Regions from separate parts of the Danio rerio genome. Here region 2 is linked to region 1. Evidence: chromatin contacts called from public Micro-C data. All regions are on one chromosome and are shown on one strand. The core of a region is the stretch at or near the end of the contact, and the rest is flanking DNA. Distances in the headings are between cores, read along the strand shown.

The links. A called contact is a pair of places that touch in the nucleus more often than the background predicts.
Region 2: a contact with region 1 is called in a Micro-C map of caudal fin, with 5 times the contacts expected there. The contact joins the promoter of dipk2aa here to the promoter of chst2a in region 1. A contact is called at or near these places in 2 of 18 Hi-C or Micro-C datasets (caudal fin and embryo) and 2 of 4 datasets of contacts at active chromatin or transcription factors (embryo and gastrula embryo).

The regions. Positions count from the first base shown.
Region 1 is chr2:8,449,724-8,456,579 of GRCz12tu, forward strand. It overlaps chst2a (carbohydrate (N-acetylglucosamine-6-O) sulfotransferase 2a), which reads left to right and starts at 3,409. Exons shown (of 1, transcript NM_001079995.2): 1 at 3,409-5,568. The coding sequence starts at 3,898. The coding sequence ends at 5,292. It also overlaps a transcript of pls1 not described here.
Region 2 is chr2:8,598,507-8,605,362 of GRCz12tu, forward strand. dipk2aa (divergent protein kinase domain 2Aa) reads left to right here and starts at 4,048. Exons shown (of 4, transcript NM_001007436.1): 1 at 4,048-4,179.

The DNA of each region.
Region 1 (6,856 bases), core at 2,159-4,658:
CTTGCAACAGGATGTAGATTAAACATGCCAAAGATCATTTCCTTTTTTTTTTTAAATAAGTTTACTTAAGGTGATGTACAGTTAAATTCAGAATAATTAACCCTTCTGTATAATTAGCCCCCTTGTATATTTTTCCTCATTTTCTGTTTAACAGAGAGAAGATTTTCTTAACATTATAGTTTTAATAACTCATCTCTAATCACTGATTTTTTTTTTTTTATTTTTGCCATGATGACAGTAAATAATATTTAAATAAATATTTTAAGATACTAGTATTCAGCTTAAAGTGACATTTAAAGGCTTAACTAGGTTAATTGGGCAGGTAAGGGTAATTAGGCAAATCATTGTATAATGATGGTTTGTTCTGTAAACAATCGAAATATATATATATATATTGCTTTAGGGGGCTAATAATATTGACCTTAAAAGGCTTTAAAGAAAAATTTAAAACTGCTTTTATTCTAGCTGAAATAAAACAAATAAGACTTTCTCCAGAAGAAAAAGGATTATGAGAATTACTATGAACAATTCCTTGCTCTGTTAAACATCATTTGGAAAATATTTGAAAAAGAAGAAAAATAAATAAATAACAGGAGGGCAAATCATTTTGACTTCAACTGCATGTGCATATGAATGCACTGTCTGGTTACTGCATATCGATAAAGTCTCTGTTGGTGTCATTATTCAACAAACATGAAAAAATGAGTAGTGCGTAAACAACCGGCTTAAACAAAACTAGTTTAATTGTATTATTTTCCATTTGTGTTTAGCACAGCTGTTTTAGGATTAAGGGAAAGCAAATTTTCTTATCCCTTTCACTGCCGCTTTCCCAAATGGTTGACCATGTTTTTACTGTTTTATATAATGACTGTTAAAGTCATTTAAAGAATGACTGTTTTGAATAATGCATTGTTGGTTTAAAAATAATAATAATAAAATAAACATCTGCACTACTACAATTGATTTTGGTTTTATTGTTAAGAAAAAACAAGAAAACATGTTAACTGAGAATCTGAAATATTTATGGCACACTTCAAAAAGGTGATTAGGTATTCAGAAATGTTTTATTTTGAATATTTTTAGAAATAAATTGGTCTTACACTTCATATTTTCAGATTTTTCATAGTATATGCATTAAACCTTAAACTGACATATCAACCATTTGGTAGAGGCTGATTTTTTAGAAATGATGTGTTGAAAAGAATGTGCCAAAAGTGTGTTATCTAGCAACAATAGGAGTTAAGTTGTTCTTGGTGGGGTAGTTAAAAGGTTATTTAAAGCTAGACTCTTCTGTAGTTACATCATGTACTGTGTAAGATAAAGTAAAAGTTGCTATTCAAATTCCTTGATTGTTGTGCCAGAATGAGAGTGTAGTTCCGAACCAAAAATAGCAACTTTCATTTTTTCCGTCGGTTCCTAGCTAAATCGGCCTAGACAAAAAGAAACTTTCATCTTTTAGATAGTCTTCTTAGTAATGTAACTGCAGAACAATCAAGCTTTAAAGAGGAAACTTATTCATATATATATATATATATATATATATATATATATATATATATATATATATATATATATATATATATATATATGTTTTTTTTCCTTTTTTTGTAAGATGCTAATGATCTATTCCAATTGCTAAGCTAAGCTAAAAGTGATCTTGGCAATAGCAAAACTCCAAGGGAGTTGTAAAATGAACCTATTTACCCCCCAAAATGGAGTGTTCCATTAAGAACAAACAGAAAGTAATGGTATAATTACAGGACAAAAAAATATATACCAATAAATTTTAGGATGCTAATTGCTATTGCTTTATACTTCTGCGGCTGAACTGCAATAAGTTACACAAATACACAAAACATTTGTGGAAACAGAGTTAACTAGCTCAACTTCTTGTTAATTTAAGTAAAGAGCAAGTTAGTAGAAATGTTTTTATTTTTAGTATTAGTATTTTGTTGAGCACAAACATCATTATAATATATTAAAATGATGAATTAGTTAATGGTAAATAAATAAATAAATAAATAAGGCAGCATAACACACTTTTTTTAAATGCCATTAGCAGCATAATATCAGATTACAGTATAACTAATAACCTGTGATACACATATAGAAAGCATTTGAAAATAGAATTTAGCCAAATTAAGTTTAGTTGATGCCACATTGAAGAGGAAAATAGCATTAGTTTACAATAAAACTATGAAGAACAACATTTATCTCACCTGTAATTGTACTATTTTGTCTTTTGGTCCACAAGAATATCCTGTGGAGTCCTCTGGTGATGAGCGCCATGGCTTTCTTCTGGATAACTGAAAGAGCAGACAACAATCCACGGATAAACAGTTGCTACAAACTGCATGAAGATCACACACTGATCAAGGCGAATAAACTAGTGGTGAGCACAGCATCACGGCCTTCTAAAGAATAAACTAGAAACAAAGTAAGAGAAACAAGTCTGTATTGCCCAAATAGTGTTCAGTCTTGAACAAACATTCCCACAATCCCACACAATACAAATTCTAAGTTGCCTAAAGCAATGTGGCAGAACTCCAGCCTAATGCGCTGCTGCAACTGCCTAATGTATTATCCAAATCTACTTTCACAAACACAACGTGAGACAGCAGAATTTTTCCTTGTTTTTTATGTACCAACGTCTTGTTATTGTTCATTAATGGTTTAATGTAAAATAATAGGCAGAGAGAACTAAAACAGATAGTGGAAAACCAGCAGCAGGTGGCGCTAGCCGCTAACTAGCAGTTAGCAGAACGGGCATTGTTTGGTTATTTGTATTGAATTAACTATCACTATGTCATTGTTCTCAAATTACGTAACAAATTTCTGCTTACACTGATTTAATCACAATTAATCGTTGTTTAATACAGGGTTTGCAACCTTTAAAACGAAGGGAATCCTCACGAGCAAAGGTTAATTAGTAAAAAAATATAAATAAATAACACACACAGACACAAACCACATTATAGACACTAGTATACCATATATACAGTATTATATCATATAGACAGTACTCATATGGTTAATATATTAATATATAAAGTGCAATATTAATGTAATAAGTATAACACTTCCCTTTAAATCTTGCTCATCTAAATAGTGTCTATAAATAAATATGTCTTTAAATATGTAAAGATTTGTATATTCAAATTCATTCCCCTTAATTTTTCAGACAAAACCCGTGCGCTTTAATGGACAAATATCACACTTCTTTATGATTTATAGTGCATCATGTTGCTATGTAGCAGTCTATGTGAGCGGAAAGCTTTGACTGGCGTTAGGAAGACCCAATAGCGTCAAAAGAAAGCGCCAAGACGCTCGTCCTTCCACCAATCAGCGCTTACAGGAGGCGGATCTTTTGCTCCCTTTGCTGCCATTGACTTCGTGCAGTACCAATTAGTTATAGCGTACGCCCGGACAACAGAGGTACCACTCCGAGGGGAGATGCCTTTTCTTTTGGTTCTTTCGCATTTAAAATGAACTACGTGATTACGTGCTGGCACTCAAATGGTCGCGCACGCATCTATATCGCCATTTTAGCCCAGCTCGTGGCCCGGACGAGCTGTGATAACGGGATGAATCCCCCCGCCGCGTTTCATCGGTAAGCAAACGAAATAAGCTTGACTTTGCATTGCAAACCCGTTAAATATTACGAACGGCATCCGCTGCCTCGCATCCGAATGAAACCCTGCGCATTGCGGTGCGGTTTGTTTTCATTTCGTCTAGTGTTTTGGAGCGTCGGGCATTCCCTCCTCTCCCACGCACCACCTAATCGATAATCGATTGCATGGGCTTGGGGCAGATGTCACGCTTCTCTCTATGCCATCGTCGGCGCGTGTGATTCTCCGCAGCTGTGTTTAGGACATCCCCGATTCGCCTGTGTCATAAATGAAAAACAAACCCTACCCTCTAAAATTCACACCACCATGGGAGAAGAATGCTGGCTTTGGAAGGAAACACAAGCCTTGCGCGAGGAGCCACACCAAAATAATAGCCAACCCAGGGATTGTGATGAAAGTGCTACGGCGGAAGAAGATCATCATGTTTCTGGCCTATTTTCTGCTGGTGGCTTTGACCATGCTGAACCTGGCTAACTACAAATGGACCAAAGAGCCTCAGCAGTGCAGTCAGCCAATGCAGGGAGTGAACTTCCAAAGCAGATCAGACATCCGCTATCTTTATAAAGCCCCGCAGGTCAAGAAAAGGCAGCTGGTGTATGTGTTGACCACTTGGAGGTCTGGCTCATCCTTTTTCGGGGAGCTCTTCAACCAAAACCCTGATGTGTTTTTCTTGTATGAGCCTATGTGGCACATTTGGCAAAAGCTATACCCGGGGGACGCTGTCTCCCTACAAGGAGCAGCCCGGGACATGCTAAGCTCCCTTTACAGGTGTGACTTCTCAGTTTTTCAGCTGTACAACAGCCCTGGAGGGAAGAACATAACCTCTTTGGGACTTTTCGGGGCCGCCATCAATAAAGTCATCTGCTCCTACCCATTCTGCTCATCCTACAGGAAGGATGTGGTGGGAATGGTGGATGAGAAGATCTGCAGAAAGTGTCCTCCGCAGAGTCTTCAGATGTTAGAGGAGGAGTGCTTAAAATACAACACCATCGTGATAAAGGGAGTGCGCATTCTGGACGTCAACATTCTAGCGCCTCTGATGGAGGACCCCTCGCTCAATCTGAAAGTCGTCCACTTGGTCCGAGATCCACGGGCGGTGGCTAACTCCAGGATTAAATCAAGACATGGACTCATTCGGGAGAATCTGCAAGTGGTGCGCAGCAGAGACCCCAAGCTTCGTCGCGTGCCATTCGTGGACCCCAACCACAAGATGAACAAAAAAGACGGTTCAGATTACCACTCCATCGGAGCCATGGAGGTGATCTGCGAACAAATGTCCAAAACGCTGAAAACTGCTCTTCACCCGCCCAGCTGGTTCAAAGGCAAATACATGACGGTGCGCTACGAGGACCTGGTGGAGAACCCAGTCAGATCTGTTAGGAATGTTTATCGATTTGTGAATCTTTCAGCCAATCACGACATTGAGATCTTTGCCATGAACATGACAACAGGACCCAGTGCCTCCACCAAACCATTCATCGTGTCCTCCAGGAACGCCACGCAGGCGGCTAACGCCTGGAGAACTGTGCTCAACTATCAACAGATCAGACAGGTGGAAGAATACTGTCAGCATTCCATGTCTCTGCTGGGATATCTACGAGTTCGCACGGCCGGCGAGGCCAAGGATTTGAGCAGGCCATTATTGACAGTGCCCAAAATATAAATCACTGCCAAAGACGTTTGATGTATTTTATTTTTTTTTTGCATTTGATCACAGCCTGATACTCGTCCTGTACAAACTGTTATTTATGTTATGCTTAATGGCTCAGTGGAATGTATCTGTTTGCATCATACCGTGCACAGCCACGTACTGTATGTTCGGGACCAGAATGTCATCTGTGCATCACCACATGTTTGACCAAATAAGAGAGAAAAGGAAAAAAAAAGAAAGTACTTTTGTGTACGAAGTGTTATTGCTCATTAAAGCTATGCCAATATATTTATTTAATCAAAGTGTTTACATTTGGCATTCACTGCTTTCAGTATTCTCGAAACGTACTTACTTTTTTTTTAATAGAAATATGGCGTCATCAGGGATGTGCTCCAGTTCTTGTAGACTTTTAGCATACTCAGAAAGGGGTCATTCCCGTTATGTGGCAAATATTCATGACTGTATTAATTCATGGGATTAAAATTTGATCTGAGTTTAATGATTAAGTGGGTTAATTTAAAATATTTGCTAAAAATGTGAGTGGATGTTATTTTTTTTACAATGTATTTTGAACAAAATTGGTTTTAATTTAGTTTACATTTACATACATTAAATGAATAAATTAATTTATATAACATTTATTTAATTAAATGCTGCCAATTATTTCATGTATAGTGCACAGCATAAATCAGTACACCTCATTTTAAAAAATATAATTTTTATTGTTCTCAGTAAACATATTTTTGCAGGTTTAATGGCAGTTTTATTATATCCATTAAAATAAAAGTTTGATTAAAGGATAAAAAGATAATTCATTTAAAATGAAAATAAAAATGTAAACAAAATGTATTATTTTATGTTACTCTTTTTTTTTTGCCTTATTAGGTTTATTTTCTTTTTAAAATATATATTTTAACATATTCAAAAATTTTTCCAACATGATCTCAAGTTAATTTGTTAGGTTAGCTCCAGTTTTTGCTTATGTAACAGGCCTGTAGCCAGCCTGGGGAAAGGGGTGGTTCTCTTTTCTCAAAAAGCGGACCTTTTTTGCAGTTATTTGCCTCATTTTCTATTTAATTATGAGATTTAAATACTGCATTTTAGTGACATTTTAAGCTGGATTAAAACTTTTTGATGTACCAAAAAATTTCCTAAAGATAAACGATAAAGAAATATGAAAACAACACTTAATTTTTAAAATGCTAATTTATCACATCATTTATCAGTCACACTTTACAATAAGGTTCATTAGTTAATGTTAATGATTGCATTTACTAACATGAACAAACAACGAATAATACATTTACTACTGTATTTGTTCATGTTAGTTAACGTTAGTTAATGAAAATACAGTTGTTCATTGTTAGTTCATGTTAACTCATGGTGCATTAACTAATGTTAACAAGCATGGACTTGGATGTTATTAATGCATTAGTAAATGTTCAATTATGATTAATAAATGCTGTACATGTGTTGTTCTCGATTAGTTCATGTTAGTAAATGTATTAACTAATGAACCTTATTGTAAAGTGTTACCCATTTATCGTTAGAAAAAAAAAATCTGTTAAAGTGTGTG
Region 2 (6,856 bases), core at 2,798-5,297, 150 kb after region 1:
CATCACATACAGTAAGCTACGCCTACAGAACAGTCTGTTTAGCATTGTGAAAAGGCAAAGCTGAATATCTGTGGTTAATGTGCCACCCAGCGGTCAAATGCTGCTGGCGCATCAAGTACCGCCGTCGCCGCGGCATGAATGGCGGTACAAGGAACACATTGAAGTAGTAACATCTGTACACTGTATTTAAATGATGATGATGGTCCAGGATCAACAATAGTGAATTTACACTGTATTTAAACGATGATGGTTTAGGATCAACATTAGTGAATTTACACTGTATTTAAATGATGATGATGGTCCAGGATCAACAATAGTGTATTTTCTTTCTTTCTTTCTTTCTTTCTTTCTTTCTTTCTTTCTTTCTTTCTTTCTTTCTTTCTTTCTTTCTTTCTTTCTTTCTTTCTTTCTTTCTTTCTCTTTCTTTCTTTCTTTTATTTAAATGATGATGATGATGATGATGGTCCAGGATCAACAATAGTGAATTTACGCTGTATTTAAATGATGATGGTCCAGGATCAACATTGAATTTAAAATGGTTTAAAGAAAATTAAAAACAGCATTTATTCTAGCCAAAATAAAACAAATAATACTTTCTTTAGAAGAAAAAAAATATCATAGGAAATACAGTGAAAAAACAATTGCTCTGTTAATCATCATTTGGGAAATATATTTGAAAAATAAAATAAAATAAATCACAGGAGGGCTAATCATTTTGACTTCAACTTTGCGTTTTTTTTTTTTTTTTGTCTTCAAACAGCCTAAAAATCTGTTAAGATGCAGATGGTCTACAAATAAAACATTGGATCAGCTACTTAACAGTCAAAGTCATCCAGGATAATGAGTTTAAGCTCTGTGAGTGTGTATGTGTGTGTGAGGTGACTGTGTGTGTCCCCCCTGGTTGTTCATATGAGTGGTTTGTCTTTTCTGTCGACAAATTATCTCTGTTCGCTAGTGGTGAATGAAATTTGACTGCAGACGGCATGGATCTTCTCCCTCCTCTGGCTCTCTTAATGGCCCCGGTAATGGGATGATATTCTTATCATTCTTGTCTCTGCTCATCTGGAACATCAGGCTAATGACACTGATTGGGTCGTGGCCATAGAGACTCAGCAAATGGCCTCGAGAACTTAGTTAGAGCTCAGTCAGAGATAATGTCCTTTAAGATTACTGTGTAAAGTTTTAAATCGTGAGATTTAGGCAGGTGTATCTTTCACAATGGCATTATCTTCAGCAATTTTTTATAAAATATTGAATAAAATATTATATACTGTCATCATGGCAAAGATAAAATCTATCAGTTATTAGAAATTAGTTAGTGAAGGGGTGTTACTGTATACAATTTGAGAAAAATAATTAAGATACTAAATGCCAAGATAAATTAAGATAATTCATTAATTAAGAATATTAACTTGCCAGTTGATGGTATAAATATATGTATCTATGGAACTAGTTGTAGAATCACGATTGATAAAAGAAATAATATTTTATATTTTACATGACACAGTTAGACAAAGTTAAACTATTTTAATTTTTTACCAGATGTATTTTTTTTGTTTCCTCAAACTTGAAATGCAGTAAAACAAGTCTCCTAATTTATCTAATAATAATAATAATAATAATAATAATAATAATAATAGTAATATAAAAAAATAATAGTTACAATAATAATAATAATAATAATAATAATAATAATAATAAAAATAATAATAATAATGTGATAATATTATTTAACAATGATTATTAAACAATGATATAAAAATAATAATAACATAGTAATAATAATAATTAATATTATTATTACTGTGTTATTATTATTTTAAAATCATTGTTATTATTATTATTTAGAAAGATGATGAGTAGGCGGTTCATTCCAATGTGGCGACCCGAGATTAATAAAGTCTAAAGACTAAGACAAAGAAAATAAAATTAAATGAAGATCTGAGTCTTGCAACTGGTGTCTCAGTTATACATAATAATAATAATAATAATTATTATTATTATTATTATTATTATTATTATAATTATAGTTATTATTATTTTTATTATTACTATTTATTATTATTATTATTATTATTATTATCATTTTATTATTATTTTTATTATTTAGAAAGATCTGAGTCTTGCAATTGGTGTCTCAGTTATACTTATAATAAGAATAATACTAAAACAATAATAACAACAACAAATATAATAATGATAATAATTAGAATTATTATTATCATTATTATTATTTCAATATTATTGTGACGATTGTTGTTGTTGTTATTATTATTATTATTATTATTATTATTATTATTATTATTATTATCATTTTAATATTATAGTTATTATTATTTAGAAAGATCTGAGTCTTGCAACTGGTGTCACGGTAACACATAACATCAATTATTATTATTATTATTATTATTATTATTATTATTATTGTGTTGTTGTTGTTGTGCATTTGTTCATTCATTCATTCATTCATTTTTATTTATTTATTTTTTTTTTACAATCTAGTCCTTTATTAATTTTGGGTCTTTCCCAGAGATGGGTGCGGCTGGAAGGGCATCCGCTGCGTAAAAACTTGCTGGATAAGTTGGCGGTTCATTCCGCTGTGGCGACCCCAGATTAATAAAGGGACTAAGCCGACAAGAAAATGAATGAATGAATAATCCACATGTCCACACAGAATCCACGTGAATGTACCACGTGTCTTTGGACTGTGGGGGAAACCGGAGCACCCAGGGGAAACCCACACGAACGCAGGGAGAACATGCAAACTCCACACAGAAACGCCAACTGACCCAGCCGAGGCTACTCCGCCACCGCGTCACCTATTATTACTGTTGTTGTTGTTGTTGTTATTTTAATATTATTGATATTATTATTAATTAGAAAAATCTGAGTCTTGCAACTGGTGTCAGTTATACATAACATTAATGATGATGATGATTATTATTATTATTATTAATCTTATTATTATTATTATTATTTAGAAAGATTTGAGTCTGGCAAAAGATGTCATAAGTACTTATAAATAATAATAATAATAATAATTATCATCATCCTATACATACATACATACATACATACATACATACATACATACATACATACATACATACATACATACATAAAATAAATAGGAAAAATCTAGTTCTGTAAAAAGATTCCACACAAAATTATCATTTATTTTAATCCATTTAAATGATCATTTCGTTTTAGAGACTCCATGTACATCAACTTATTGGTAAAATGAAGTCGTACCACTAGATGTCGCCAGAGTATTATTATTATTATTTTGTGACGAGAAGCGATTCGTGGGTTTAGATTTTCATTTCATCATTTCCAAAGACGACAAAAATGCTATTTAAGACGATTTTCCTCCGTCAGCATTACACTTTAATTAAGTCTCACATGAGGTTACCTAAAACCACATTTTTATACATTATATAAATTATTCTAGCCATATTTTTTATATATTTACCAAGAGTCAACACATAAATGGTGAAAATAATGCAAAAATATGATGGAATATTAGTAAATTATGTAACTTGTTTGATTTCTTCGTGTGGACACGTTAGTAAATGCACCAGTCCCTCACAGGAACTTAAAATAACTGAATGGGAAAAGCGTCAGACTAACAGGAGAGCAAGCTCGTGTAACTTCAACCTAAACTGTATGAAAGTGAGAATACGTGAGTTCAGCTGAATGGATACTCACTGGTTTTTTCATTCACCTATAAAGAGTGGTCAAAAGCAGCAGCTGCACTCTCATTATATGCCTTCTTCAGCTTTTATCCTGTTGGCTACTAGACCTTTAGGATGCACGTACTTCACGAGGACACGAGCAGAGACGCTCTAGGGATCGGGGGTGGAGTTACAACACGATCACCTAGTAACCAGTAACGTAAACTGACCAGAAGGGTCGTAAATACGAAACCCGATCCGCGAAGTCGGGTCTTTTGTGCAGCTGTTTCAAGGCTCGCAGACTGAACTTGTCTCGAAATTGAGAAGAAAACACTTGCGAATTTTAAAGGAATTAAGAAACGGGAATAGGAGTGTGCACGGACAACGCGAGAGGAAGCACCGACGCGCGCGGCTCGTAATAAAAGACAGGAGTTCATAAATAGACAACCAAAGCTTCATCGAACGAGCGGAATAACCCACTTGGTTCACTCGTTTTTTTTATTTGGTAGGTTGTGGAATTTTGCATGCAGTCATTTCATGTACTCATATTCACATTTCATGTGTTTTCTCATTTGATTGAACTTCTATAAACTTCTGGATTGAGTAACTTTGGTTAGGTTTTGTACGCTGGTAAGCAAAACTTTTCCATTTTGCAATTTTGTATCTGCTCAGTCATGTTAATTATTATTATTAGGATTATTATTAGCATTTATCTATGACGTATTGTTCCTGTTGATATACAGCGGTGCTGATAAACAATAAACACACGTCGCTTCGTGTTAATGTGACACGCACGTTTGTCATTCTGCCTTACATTAATACCGCAACTGCGCTAACAAAGTCAGTCGAAGTTACTGTCTGTGCTGTTTAATCTTTCAGAAATTTCAAAACTGTCTTTATGTATGTTTAACCTGCTATTCTGCTAGTCCTGTGTCTTTAGCTATATAGTTCACACAATTGAAGCATGCGCGTCGCTGATTGACGTGGCGAGTTGATCATCGGTCAGAGTTTGAGCGGTCATCTGGTGATAACTTTGAGTTTAAAGCACAAAACATTATAACATTACTTTTTTTGTGGATATAATTAATGTTGTATGTGATCAAAAAATAAACTTAAAGTTTAGGTTGTTTTTGTTTACGTTCTACAGGCGTCTACATTGACTATCATGGCAATGTTTACAAAGTATAAACATTTACTTTGATGTAAAGTTGGTTTTATGTTCCCACATTCGGACTTTCTTCTTAATAAAAATCATGTCAGAAAATATTATTTACAAACTCAAAATAGTGAATTCATATTAGCAGCCAATGACAGTCAAAGTACAGCATTGTTCACTGAATTAAATAGTGTTAATGTTGTTTTGAAGTTACTTAAATCCGATTTCAGACCGAATATTCAAAGTTACCGTGGTAAAAATATATACGTTAAGGAGCATGTTACAAGTTATCACTCAACGAATGTGCAAATAAAGCGAACTTTGCCTTATTTTTTATTATTATTAATACAAATTTAGTGTAAGGTTTTATTATTATTACTACAACAAATTATTTCTACATTTTGTATTGTTATAACTTAAAGTGAAGGGTCAGAAGTAAACTAGAAACCTTTAAAAAGCTAGTCTGAAGGATTTTCATATAATGTTACCGTAACTTTGCAGTAGCAGTGATAGTATTTCAGCAGTTACTGAATGAGGTAAAGCTGATTTTATATTCACACATTCTGACATTCTCCTTAATATTAATGTTATAATTTCTGAAAAATGTTATTAGCAAATGGTAAGCAATGTAGAGACCGTTAATATGAACAAATGTACGAATGTAAAACCAACTTTACCTCAATAACATTTAAAGTACTCAACAAGCAAAAGATACTTGTGTGGGGAAAAATGGAACTTTTTGACTTAGAAAACTCAAACCAAAAAGTTTCGCAGAGTTGTTTGCGAACTGAAAATAAGATGAATGAAAAAGTAATACATCGTTTGAAGGATTTTATTCGTTACAACAAAATGGAAGAGGATGCGTGTACGTTCATTTAAAATCTGTTCAACTTTTTCCTCTGAGGAATACAGAAAGAAGTGTTTTAGTCTATCTATCTATCTATCTATCTATCTATTTATCTATCTATCTATCTATCTATCTATCTATCTATCTATCTATCTATCTATCTATCTATCTATCTATCTATCTATCTATCTATCTAATATGGCAAGGCTAGGAACACAGCGCATAACTCGAATGGGCTGCCATCATGATGATTTTCATGTGTTGTTTTTCCCTTTTTGACATGTAGTCTCTGAACCCCATCCATTTTCACTTCATGAAGGTGAGAAGTATTACTATTTGTCAAAATGTCTTGACAGAAATTGTATGGCAAGCGAGATTGGAAAGACATGAGCCTTTGTAAATGTAATTTCTGGGTGACCTATCCCTTTAAGGGTAGTTCATGTAGGTCACCCACTTGCTTTCACCCAGCACAGCCATCAATCACACGCAAGTGTAAAGTGCAGAGCTGACTTCTGCCCCCCTAACATTTCCGCATGGTTCATGTTCTGTGTGGCTTTCTTACATGCAGAGCAAAGATGATTTCTATCTTTTTTTAATTTGTTTGGTTTGGACTGTTGTACTCTCGCAGCACAAGAGCTCAGCCACGTTGTGTGATCAAACATTATTGACGCTTGCAGTCAATAACTGTGACTGCTGTGGTTTTTCACTTTCAATACCACTGAGAGGTGCAACTTAAAACCGCATGCAACACAGTGAACAACTCAGCACAAATAGTTTAAGCCTTTATAGAGAAGTAAGAAGGCTGTTCGTTTGAGGCCAGTCACACTTACAGATTATGTTTTCAATTCATTTCGAGGTTATCCCGGGCCACTTTTAGATTTTTAATTAGTCAGTGTTGACTTTTTTGAGCAGTTGTGTGAAACTATGGAGATCCTTTGGAGATGTTTTAGTAAATAGTTTGGCTTCCTGGCTTCTTTCGTGTGAGTTCTGCAATTGGAAATTTGTCAGAATTTGTAGAGAGAGAGAGATGAGGAAGGTTTGCATTGTGTGAAAGGGCTCATTGGCATTCTCAAACGTTCTCATTGTTCCAATTCATTTGTGAGGGTAAATGTTGAACATGTTAACTAGACTCTGGATTCGTTTTGCAGTTTTTGGAGCCCAGGTTTGTTCTTTTGAATC